2 separate regions of the Mus musculus genome follow, and region 1 is linked to region 2. A link is a contact called in public HiChIP or PLAC-seq data. All regions are on one chromosome and are shown on one strand. Each heading gives the region's core, a stretch centred on a gene start, on an enhancer-like site or on the middle of the called end of the contact. The rest is flanking DNA. Distances are from core to core; before and after follow the strand shown. Region 1 holds the start of Pcsk5 (proprotein convertase subtilisin/kexin type 5). Region 2 overlaps Pcsk5 (proprotein convertase subtilisin/kexin type 5).

Region 1 (5,479 bases), core at 1,849-4,348, 100 kb before region 2:
GGAAAGCTGTTTGGGATCACGTGACTCAGTGACTCTGCCGCTGAGCTGTAAAAAATCTAGCCACATTTTTCCCCTTGGTTGGCTCCAAAGTACCTATTATGAATTTATCATTGAATTACCAAATTTAAACCTAGAAGTAATTTTAAAGGTTAATTTTCATTGAGGTAGAAATGAAGCAAACTCTTCCTAGAATAATTTCAGTTTTCGAGGTCAAGATACGCCCTCATGGGGTTCTTGTGCATTTTAGTGGACTTCTTCTCTGCTGTTTAGATTTCACTTAAGGATTCTTTTAGAGCTGTAAGGGACCTTGGCAAAGAGGCCAAACACCAGTGAAGCCTCATTGTCAAGTCGTAACTTACTAGGTATAAAACAGGGTAAACACGTAAAACTGTCTCATTTCATGCTGTATGGCAGTGATAGAGGGAACATAGATGTCAAACCTTGAGATGTTACTTCTTTTTTTTATCCAAAGCTTTAATTTGGACATCTTGTCTAATGTCAGCAATGGCTTTGGCACCACCATGCCATCAGCTACCCCTCCCCCACTGCCCTTTGGCTTCTGAGTATTTATGATAAGACTGACTGTCATAACTAGCATACCTAAAGTGCCAGAGCCATGCATCCCTTTGCTGTAGCCCTGAGTCCTTATCTGAAAGTTGCATTCTTGGCCAAAGGAGACTCCATTCAAGGAAGCTAAGGAGCTAATGAAGACTCTTAACTCAGGAGGAAGTTTCTTTATCGACAGATAGAGATATCTTCTTTCTATTTTTTTTTTAATCAGGCTTAGTGGTAAATGCTGTCTCACCAGCTGGGTTTTCTCTTTTAAATACACTTATATCAAAAGGGAAGACCCCTCCCTTTAAGACACTAAACCTTGATGTGAGAATTGGCTGAGTGATTCTCCCCAACTCATACCTTCATTATAATTGGGTATGTCAAACAGAAGACACTTGCAGAAAGCAAGAATGTTAGTGGAAAAGAAAGATAAATACATCATAGAAAAATTAGTAATGAGCAATTTGTTATCCTGGGGGAAAAGGTTTTAGCTTCCAGGAGACTCAGGCATTTCTCTTTACTTAATCCACAATTCAAACCCAGAGGCAACATGGCTTTCAAAGTGCATGTGTGTGTGTGTGTGTGTGTGTGTGTGTGTGTGTGTGTGTGTGCTGTTGATAGATTTCCAGAATCCTAGAGAGAAATCTACAGGCCATGTCTCAAGCTTGACTCTCAAAGTACTTTGTACTGGGACCATCCTCTTGCTGTTGATCAAGTTCAGATATGCTCTCTTGCCCAACCGAGAACAAATCCATGCAATTCTGTCTCTTACATATGTGCTGAGATTTAGATCATCAGTTAACTCTGATTGTTCTATCTGGAATTCAGCAACTTTTAATAGCATGGATGCAGATGGTCACCCTGGCAATTAGCAAATCTCCCTGTCCCTGTCCCTGTCCCTGTCCCTCTCCCTCTCCCTCCTCTCTCTCCCCTTCCTCCCTCCCTCCCTCCCTGCCCCCTTACTCTGGAATCTATGGTTGAGAGGGGTGGTAAGAGGTCTGTCCAAAGGGACTGGCCAGTAGCCAGACTATACGGACTCTAGAGCCAAGCAAAATGCCTAGGTTTCTCTCTTTACAAAAATAATGCCAAGTAACAATGAGCATTTTCTTTAGAGAATTCTGAGCCTAAATTCCACCAATATTTTGTGCCCCACCCCCGACTATGTCCAGCACAATCTGATAGGAATCATAGACCAGGCCCTTGAAACAGATGTGTTAAACTAGCCAAATAAATAAATCAATAGAATGCATGCCTTTCTGCAGCATGTATCTGCTTTTCTCATCTACCTCTTGATCTGTAATGTATGGGCATTGTTATTTGAATTTGTTTGAAAGAAAAAAAATATAATCTATTTATACAATATGCAAAATCTATAAAATTTATGCTCCAAGGTGCTAGTAGATTTAAGCTTGCAGATATCCTTCAGACAGTTAAATCATCCTGAGATGGGTTAATCTCAGACACAGTCAACTAGTCTTTAGGAAGAATGACAAGGGATTGGAAGAGGAGAGGGATAGGATGTGAGGGCTTCGGACAGCTGCTTCTTTTAAGGTTAGGCAAACCATTTCATAAAGACCAATTTTTCTTTTTACAAGAAACTACTCTTTGGCCCCTCACCTGCAAAAGACAAGGTGGTTAGAGAAGTCTGAAGAAGGCCAGACACCATTCCCTGTTGTGTCTGAAGTCATGGTACTTTAACGCAGACTTGGTGGCATTTCATCTGACTTCCTCTGTGGTCCTTTTTATATTACTCTCCCCCTCTGCTCTGGTGACATACTTGGAAAGTTGGAAAACTCTCCTTGCTGAGGTAAATGAAGCCCTTGGAGATAAGGACACAGAAACGAATGACCGAATGGCCGCTCCCTTGGAACCCACACTTATCCGTTCTCTAGTACTGTAGATATTCATAGAAATATCTTTCCATGCTCTAAGCAGGGATTTCACCCTCCTGTGATGTTGCTGCTGAGTATCAGAATGGCTGATCTCCCAAGTCAACAGGCGACAGACTTTTGGCTTTGGCTTTTGTAAGAGTGAATGATACTTAACTGTCCTGTGTGACAGCTTCTCCGGGGAGCAGAATGCGCAAAATAAACAGTTACTGAAAAGCATAAAGAATTAGTGAAGTGAAAATCTCGATATTTGTTTTGAAATTGAGACAGGAGTGACCTTAAAATGCTCAGTCCTGGGCGTTTAGCGCCGGGATGAATGAATCTTTGCCCATACTTCCCTCTCATTATCCTGTAAATCTTAGACTTTCCAGAGTAACGGGAAATTAATTCAAATGCAGCCCGGCGGAATAAAAAGGATAGAAATCAAGACTCCGGAGGCACTCTCCTCTCAGCCCTTTGGGGAGAGGACTTCACTGGCCCGACCCTGGAGTTTACAGCAGGGAGAACAGGGAGGCGCTAGGACCTGGGTGGCTCCTGGCTGAGGCCCCGCTCGTGAGGGCGGAGGAGTAGAGGAGGAGGGAGATGTGGGAAAGGAGGGGTGCTCCGGGGGGCGGGGGAGTCATTTATGCGGAGCGGGCGCCGCTGCCGTCGCCACTCACAGTCCCGGCGCGCTGCTCGGAGCCGGAGGGAGCGCAGCGAGAGGGCGAGCGAGCGAGCGAGCGCTTGGAGCCGGGTTCAGCAGAGGGGGCGCCCGGCCGCTGCTTGCGCTCCGGCCGGTCGTTTCCACGGAGCTCCAGGGCCGGAGAGGAGCAAGAGGCAAACGAAGAGTCCAAGAGCAAAGCCGGGAGAGCCCGCGGCGGAGGCTCCAGTCCCACTCCGCCGCCTCCCGTGCAAGCCGGGGAGCGATCGCTCAACGCCCCGCCGGCCCAGAGCCCGTCACCCCGTCCCCTCTGCCCCAGGCATGGTCTAAGAGCCTGAGAGGGGCTAGCTGTTCTGCTCTGCTCCCGGGCTCTCAGCCTCCTACCGACCGCTCCCGGCTGCGCGCCCCGCCGGCCCAGGCCGGAGAAGTTAGTTGTGCGCGCTGCTTAGCGCGCGAGCCAGCGGGCGGGCGAAGGCGGCGAAGCGTCGGGACCATGGACTGGGACTGGGGGAACCGCTGCAGCCGCCCGGGACGGCGGGACCTGCTGTGCGTGCTGGCACTGCTCGCCGGCTGTCTGCTCCCGGTATGCCGGACGCGCGTCTACACCAACCACTGGGCAGTGAAGATCGCCGGCGGCTTCGCGGAGGCAGATCGCATAGCCAGCAAGTACGGATTCATCAACGTAGGACAGGTAACCAACCCCCGGTGACACAGGCTCTGCACCCAGAAGCTAGTCGTTTGGGGGCTTCTTGTCCCCTCCGCTTCGACCCCTCCCCCTTTTCCAGATGTGCTTCTGCAGCTGTGGCCCGAACTCTAGGGCGATGCTCTCTCCAACGCGCTCGTTGCACAGTCACACACATGCCCCGAAGTTGCTGGGATCTCTGTTTAATTTGTTTTTACAAGCAATGAGGGACAGGTAGGGTCTGTGGAAAATATGGAGTGCCCTTGGACAGGTTGAGACTCGCCTGGACCTTTGGACCTGGGAAGTCCAGAAGCGCTATTTAGCTTGAGGAAATAGCCCTGCGAGTGGCTGTGGCAGGGAAGGTTGAGACTTTTGGAGGCCAAGGAGTGAGAACGCCCCTGGTTCTAACTGGGAGAGAAAAGCCTGGATTAACCTCCTGGGCCACAGAATTGCTGTGCTCTGGAGGGCTTTGAGTGCGGCGTCTGGAAGGGAGGTGGTGGGGAGAGAGGAAGGGGGCGGGACACTGGGAGGGAAGCACGGATTTAGGGGGGTCCTGGCTGCTGCCTCTCTTGGCCAGGATCCAAATGTGGGCCCCCGGAGCTGGGTGGGGAGGAACCTGGGAGACATTGAAAGCGGCTGAAATGTTCTGCTCCGGGAACTTGGGAATCTTCTACTGGCGTGGAACCTGGGGTACCCGGTTGTGGCGTGTGGCAGGAATGCTTTGCTGAGGTGCCTTTGGTGGGTTTTCGTTCGATTTGCCATGCTGAGGGAAATGCCAATACATTTTATGGGACCCTTGGCAGCGCCACCGATTTGTATTCTGGCTTAAATGGCCTGGATTTCAATGTCCTCTTCCCCATGTCCCTACCAAAAACTGGACTGGAGAGGGCTCCGTTAAATGCCCCTCCTAAGGACCTCACAACTTCTTTGGAACTGATCCAGGGAGGGAGCCCTGCCGCGGCTCTGACGCGACTAGAATTGAAAGTAAAGCCAAGGTGGGAGGGCCCTAGGGGCGTTTGGGGGCGTTCACACGGTGCTTCAAGGCTGCGGGACAGGAAGGTGCCCACTAATACTGCTGAAGCACGAGGGCACAGATGGTTTCTGAGAACCGTTTCCTTAGAACTCCACACCTACGATGGCGGGATGGTTGGACAGCCCTCGCTCTGTCCACTGGGGGGAAGTGGTCAGGAGCAGAGCTGCTGTGCCTGCTTCTAGAAACAAGCTGGGGAGCAGCTGTGAGAGTTCAGAGGACAAGAGGGCTGGCAAGGTCTTGCTCTTTACCCTGCCTCCTGTAGGGAGGATGTATTCCAGAGAAGCCAGTTCCGTGGAGGACTGAGACCAGGGCAAGGCATAGCTTATGTTCTATTCCCCACCCTTTCTTTCCCTTGGTCCCCTAAAGAATTCAGATTTTGTTGCCAGAGTGCCCATCACCTGCAGGAGAACTGCCTCTTGGAGTTCTATTGACCTCTTCTGTGAAAGATACCCTGAGTCCATTCTGGTCTTTTCACAGTTGAGCCCTGAATGTCCCTCAGTGGTGGTAAGGGGAAAAGAACATATCTCTGATCTTTCACGAGACATTTTCAATTCAGCCAACATTAAGCATCTTCTATGCCAGTTGTATTAGGGAGGCTAAGTTCTCAAAATCACACTGATTTCTTAATTTCAGAAACAACATTGACAAACAAGAGATTAGGAGCTTGGGACAGGAGGCTG
Region 2 (5,684 bases), core at 484-2,983:
CCTTTCTCCTTCCTCTGTCTCTCTGTCTCTGTCTCCTCTGTCTTTCTCTTTCCCATCTAGATTCTAAAAGTATGTAGTAGACATTATAAAATCGAGAAAATATTCTTTAATAATCAAAATTACAGTCCTTATTTGTTCAAATTGATGTTTTATCAGATTTTCTGTCCATCTTCACAATTTTCCACAGTACCATTTTTAATGAATTGGTGGTTTGTTGTTGATTATCAAAAGATCCCTTTTGATCCAGAGCCTGAGGTCATCTGCTGTCACTCTCCTTAACTCTTTCTATACCAATGAGCCTTTCAGAAATAGGGTTGAGAGTCACAAAACACAGTCTCTCAGGTCTGTGTGCATGTTTTTGGCTGGTTTCTTCATTTGATACAGGGTCTCATTTTGTGGCTCCAGCTTGCCTGAAGCTCAGACCCATCTTGCCTCTACCCCCTAATGTTGATGCTCTTGTGCTGATCAGGTTTTTGTGGAATAAATCTTACTTTGAAGTTTGTTAATGATTTAAGGCTAGATGAAGAGTTAAATATTTGGAGCACACACCCCGCCAAGGATAGATTATATCCCTTTAATTCTTCATGCCAGGTGGCGTGATCAGAAGTCTCAACTTGGCGATGTTAAATATACTCACTTCTTGGTAGATTTCTTCACTATAAAGGCCTTGTTTGCTTTATAATTAATGAAATATCTGAGAAGTGGTATTTTAAGATGTGCAAATATTCTGTTCTCTGCCAACCTTTGCCAAGGTATCTCATTTAATGATGATGCCTGTCATGAATCACTCTGTCAATGTGCAAGATGATTTCTAATTCTGGGGTCCCATCTTTGCATTTCTTCTTTTCTAAATACCATGTGAATTCATAGATTCTTTTTTAAATGTAATGACTCATTTCTGACATTACTCTTTTTGTGCTTCACAAATTGTCATAGTTTAAGGACTCAGTCACCATTCAAGTGGGCTCCTATATACCCTGGAGAAATCCCATCATGGTTTTTCAGCACTTTATATTCTTTCTGCCTCAGACCTAGAGAGAGATATTTCTCCAACACGTAGTTGCTTTTGTTGAGAACTAGCACATAAAAATGTAGACGTCACTGAAAAGGGTATACTTTATTCTAAACCCATTACAGTATTAGAGATAAGAAAACAGTCTCATCGTTCATCCAAAGGTCACAGAGAGCTAAGTTCCTAGAATCTTAAAATCTCTTCCATAAAATAGTCTGTGTCTTAGATGTCTATAAACACCATGACCCAAAGGGACTTAGGAAGGAAGGAGTTTGTTTGGTTTATACATGATAGAAATGTTGGGAGATCATGTCTCTCACTGAGAGAAGCCAAGGAACTTGGGTGGGAACCTGGACACCTGATCCAAAGCAGAGACCACAGATTACTGGCTTATTCTCCATGGCTTGCTCAGTTTGTTTTGTTACATACTCCAGGATGACCTGCCTACAGTGGTACCTCCTACAGTGGGCTGGGGCATCCACATCCATCAGCCCATACAGGCCAATCTGATACAGACATTTTCTACACTGAGTTCCCCTCTCTTCAGGTGACTCTAGCTTGTGTCAACTTGGCAAAATCCATGTCAAATTGGAAAAAATCCAACTAACACAGGGTGGGAAGTATTTGTGTATGACCTTCACCCACTCACTGATACACCCATTTATGAATCACTCATAACTCTTATACAATATGTGTAACTATGTGTGAACAGTTGTCCTGCTTTACCATTTAGAGGTGAATGGCACAAATGAGCAAAGTCTATACCTGTGTAGTACAGATGTGGTCCTCCAACCCAGTGTGTTCAATCTGTTGCTGGGCTCTATTGATGCTGAAGCTATGAGTGGACTTTATTATCTGCTGTTCAGAGAGGAACCCCTACTTCTAGGCCAGTGTCACACACTCTTTCTCTTTCTGTCAATTTCATGGTTTTGCCCCTTCCTCCTGCCATGCAAATCATAGCTGTTAATAATACAAATAAACTTATGTACACCTTGACTGAAGAGGTACTATCTTAGTGCAATGATAGAATTTACCTTAGTAAAATTCAAAATATCTTTTTGTCTTTAGAACACATTCTATGAAGCAGTATATTCAGACAACCTGGTTCAAATGTTTAATTTCCTTTTTTTCCTTCCTTGATCATATAATTAATTTGGTTAATTACTTTGTGTTCTGATAAAAATTTCCTCTTTCTCTCTATATCTAGCAATTTACTTACAGAAGTAGGTTAAAACATTGCTCAAAATACATATATGGTATTTTCATTATTATTTTATTACTTATACGTTAGTGTGTGAGTTTATACACAAGAATGCAGTGCTCCCAGACTCAGAAGAAGGCATGTGATCTCATGTTACACCCTGACATGAGTGCTGAGAACCAAACTTAGGTCCTCTGGGAAAGAAGGACATGTTCTTAACCATGAAGCCAACCCCTCCCCACCCCTCCCCATCTCCCTCCCCACTCCACCCAGCCCAGCACATTTTTTTCACTTACTATATTAATGGAGCTCACTTTGCAACACTTCGTGGAAATCCTTCTTCTTTTTTCAATGGTAGAATCACATTTTTGTTGTTAGAGGTCTGCTTTCATATAAGATCCTAGCAGTTGGGTTGTCAAATCAAAGGTCAAAAATTAGTAAGGATTTGTTAGAAACTGCTAAATTCCTTGGCATGAAGGTGGAAACATGACTTCTGTTACCTGTGTTGGCTTGTGTTTTCTTCTTTTTACCTTCCTGGTGCTTGTGTTTTGAATTTTGGCTAATTCTATAGACACAATATCTCCAAAGTCAGGACTTTGCTTTGCCCAATCTACATTAGGAAATACTGAGATTTTTTTCTTTATGTGCAAACTGGAGAAAACTGCAAAAATAACAAAAACAACAACAAAGAAAGAGCTGATCAGGATGCATCAAAAGATTATAGGTGACAACCTGAAAGGTGTCCACATATCAGATTTGGGACAATGATCATAATCAATCTCTCTCTCTCTCTCTCTCTCTCTCTCTCTCTCTCTCTCTCTCTCTCTCTCTCTCTCCTCTCTCTCAGCATGTGCATGTGGGGGGAGGGTGTGGGGTGTATACCTGAGAATCAAACCTAAGTGAATCTAACATGTTAGGTAAGCACTTTACCACTGCCTCTAGTTCTTTTTCTGTTTGTTTGTTTTAAGATGTTACTAAAGTCTGCTAGACTTTGTATTATAACACTTCTGGCTCATCTTCCTGAGTATCTGGGATTCCTACTCATGCTAAACCTTGAACAATATAGGAATCCAAAGGAAAAATAAAAAGCAATATCCCTGATATCTCAATCCTTTTGAAAAAGTTCCTTAGTTTGTAAAAAATACTTAATAAGGAGAGGGAGTAAAGTGATTACAGACTACAGATATATATGTATATGTATATGTATATGTATATGTATATGTATATGTATATATATATATATATATAGATAGATATCCTCTCAGATAGTACTAATAATGTATATTTAATTTAGCATAGAAGTTTAAACTCACTTACATTTTTACATACTACCAATAAATGTAATCTAATCTCTGCCATATTGTTCTGTTACAGAAGTAGACAGTGCCTGACTCACAGTGCCTGACTCACAGTGTCTGACTGGGGGCTGGGAACCAAAGAGCGTATTCAAGTTTCACAGTGGTACACAAAAAGTTTGCGTGGAGTAGAAATGGTCCTTTACTTGTGAAGATCTTCTCCCAGTCTTCTAAGAAAGTGAAACACAACTCCTGGGCAGATGCACAGTCACAGGAGGAAGACCTGGTACTTACTGCACAGTGTGGTATTGTTAAGCCGTATTATTCAGTAGGCTTTGTGTATTCAATGCATTTGACTTAGGGTATTTGGAACATATGATGCACTTGCTGAGGAATAATCTCACCGTAGCATAACTCGTATTTAGGAACTGTTTTGGCTCTCACTTTGACCCACAAGAAAACTAGAGTGGGCTAGAAGCTTCACAGCTCTGACTTCATTTATCGTCTGCTTCTACTTTGGACCACATATTGAGATCTTCTTATAGGCATAGCAGTTGTTCAGAGAGAGGATAGAGATTGTAACACCTCATTCATCCCATTCCTCCTTCGTACCAAAGACACAAAGGTAAGTAACTGAGGCATTTTCCTATCAGTTTTCCACACCATCTTATTTCAGACACCCAAAAGGCATCTGAAGATCTCCAATTATCCTCACTCGGCAGTCACCTTAGATTCAATTCCAGGAATAGCAGAGCATCATTGAGGCTGCACCCTGGAAAATAAGAAGTCACCTCCTGAGGCCCAGCTTGTCTCCTGAAGCAGTTGTCACTATTACAAAGCTCTGTCTATCTGTCAGTTCGTCTGTCTATCTATCTATCTATCTATCTATCTATCTATCTATCTATCTATCTATCTATCTATCTACCTACCTACCTACCTACCTACCTACCTACCTACCTACCTACCTACCTACGTATCATCCATGCATGCACCAGGTGCCCTGGAAACAGACTTACTGGTGATTTCAAGCCACCTGGTGAGGGTTCTGGGAACCAAACCCAGGTCTCCTCTCAGAGCAAGAGCAATAAGTGCTCTTACCAGCCGACCATCTCTCCCGCCCTGAAATAATCGCTGCTTTGGACTATCTTGTAGCAGCCTCATTCCCAGGGCTGCTTAGTTACGCACATCTCTTCCACCTTAGTCTGGTTCTTCCGCATTTAGATGTAAAGCTCTTGTCTCTGCCAGAGAATGTGGGGTCAAATTGGCTCCTTTATCTCTGCACTATCATCAAATCACTGCCATTCTTTCTCTTTCCTCTTCTCTATACTTGGCATAGGATTCCCAGACGCTGGAGCAGGGATTCTGTCCTAAACTCTGGTTCTAGAGGCTTGAACAGCATCATCCATATTTCTTTTGAATTTGCTTTGTTTTTACTGGGTTGTGCTTTTCTTGCTCTATTAGGGCTGTTTATTTGGTTTTCAGAAGCTTTTGTATATTCTGGTGATTATTACAAAAAGTTTTACATACCCGGAGTTTTTTCTACACTTAGCCATCTCTGTTTGCCTTCTCATCTTTAGATAAATGTCCTCTGGCTCCTACCTGTGGTACAAATGATCTGTTTTCAGTTCTTTCCTTTCATTTGAAATGCACTGTTCCCACTTTGTCAGTACAGATACTGCTTACCTACTCCCCTTCCACCCTGCTTCTGACTTGAATCTACTATGATTTACTATGAAGTATGCACAATACCCATAATTAATCTTTCTCTCTGGAATGATTGGAGTCCATTTATGCCTGGTGACCTAGTGGAAGCTGCTGAGTGCCTTGTGCTCTGGGGTTCTATGATGGTCAGGCTGGGGACTCTCCGAGACGCTTGGTTGCATTTCTAAATGTTCTTTTAAGTTGGTTGGTTGGTTGGTCTGCTTGGTATGGAGACCCAGAATGCATTTTCCTTCAGCACATTATTTAAAATTTGGCACAGTTATTATATGTGATGGCCAGTGCCCCCTTTCTCACTCACTTTCTTTGGGTGTCCTGACACAGTATTTGAACGTTGTTGTGGTCAGACCATTCCTCATTGGTCCTGGTTAGTCTTTCAGTTGAGTCTACCCTCTCTTGGACACTTTTTTTGTTTAATTTTATATTTCCAAGTAGAATTCTTACCAGACACAATTTG

What was found. HiChIP or PLAC-seq counts read pairs in DNA pulled down with a chosen protein or histone mark.
Region 1: a contact with region 2 is called in an H3K4me3 HiChIP or PLAC-seq map of intestinal villus epithelium, with 10 read pairs. The contact joins the promoter of Pcsk5 here to the enhancer-like site in region 2. A contact is called at or near these places in 4 of 39 promoter capture datasets (hippocampal neurons, liver, neutrophils and 1 more), 3 of 484 Hi-C or Micro-C datasets (cortical neurons and nephron progenitors) and 1 of 115 datasets of contacts at active chromatin or transcription factors (intestinal villus epithelium).

What each region holds. Positions count from the first base shown.
Region 1 is chr19:17,835,251-17,840,729 of GRCm38.p6, reverse strand. Pcsk5 (proprotein convertase subtilisin/kexin type 5) reads left to right here and starts at 3,098. Exons shown (of 38, transcript NM_001190483.2): 1 at 3,098-3,775. The coding sequence starts at 3,578.
Region 2 is chr19:17,728,925-17,734,608 of GRCm38.p6, reverse strand. All of the region lies in intron 3 of Pcsk5 (proprotein convertase subtilisin/kexin type 5), which reads left to right. Among named protein-coding and RNA genes, the nearest start is that of Pcsk5, 110 kb to the left of the region's middle. Within about 2 kb of position 1,733, at least 3 of the 459 cell types and tissues checked have an H3K27ac peak or open chromatin away from gene starts, as enhancers often do. A contact at or near this core is called in intestinal villus epithelium, where this site is marked.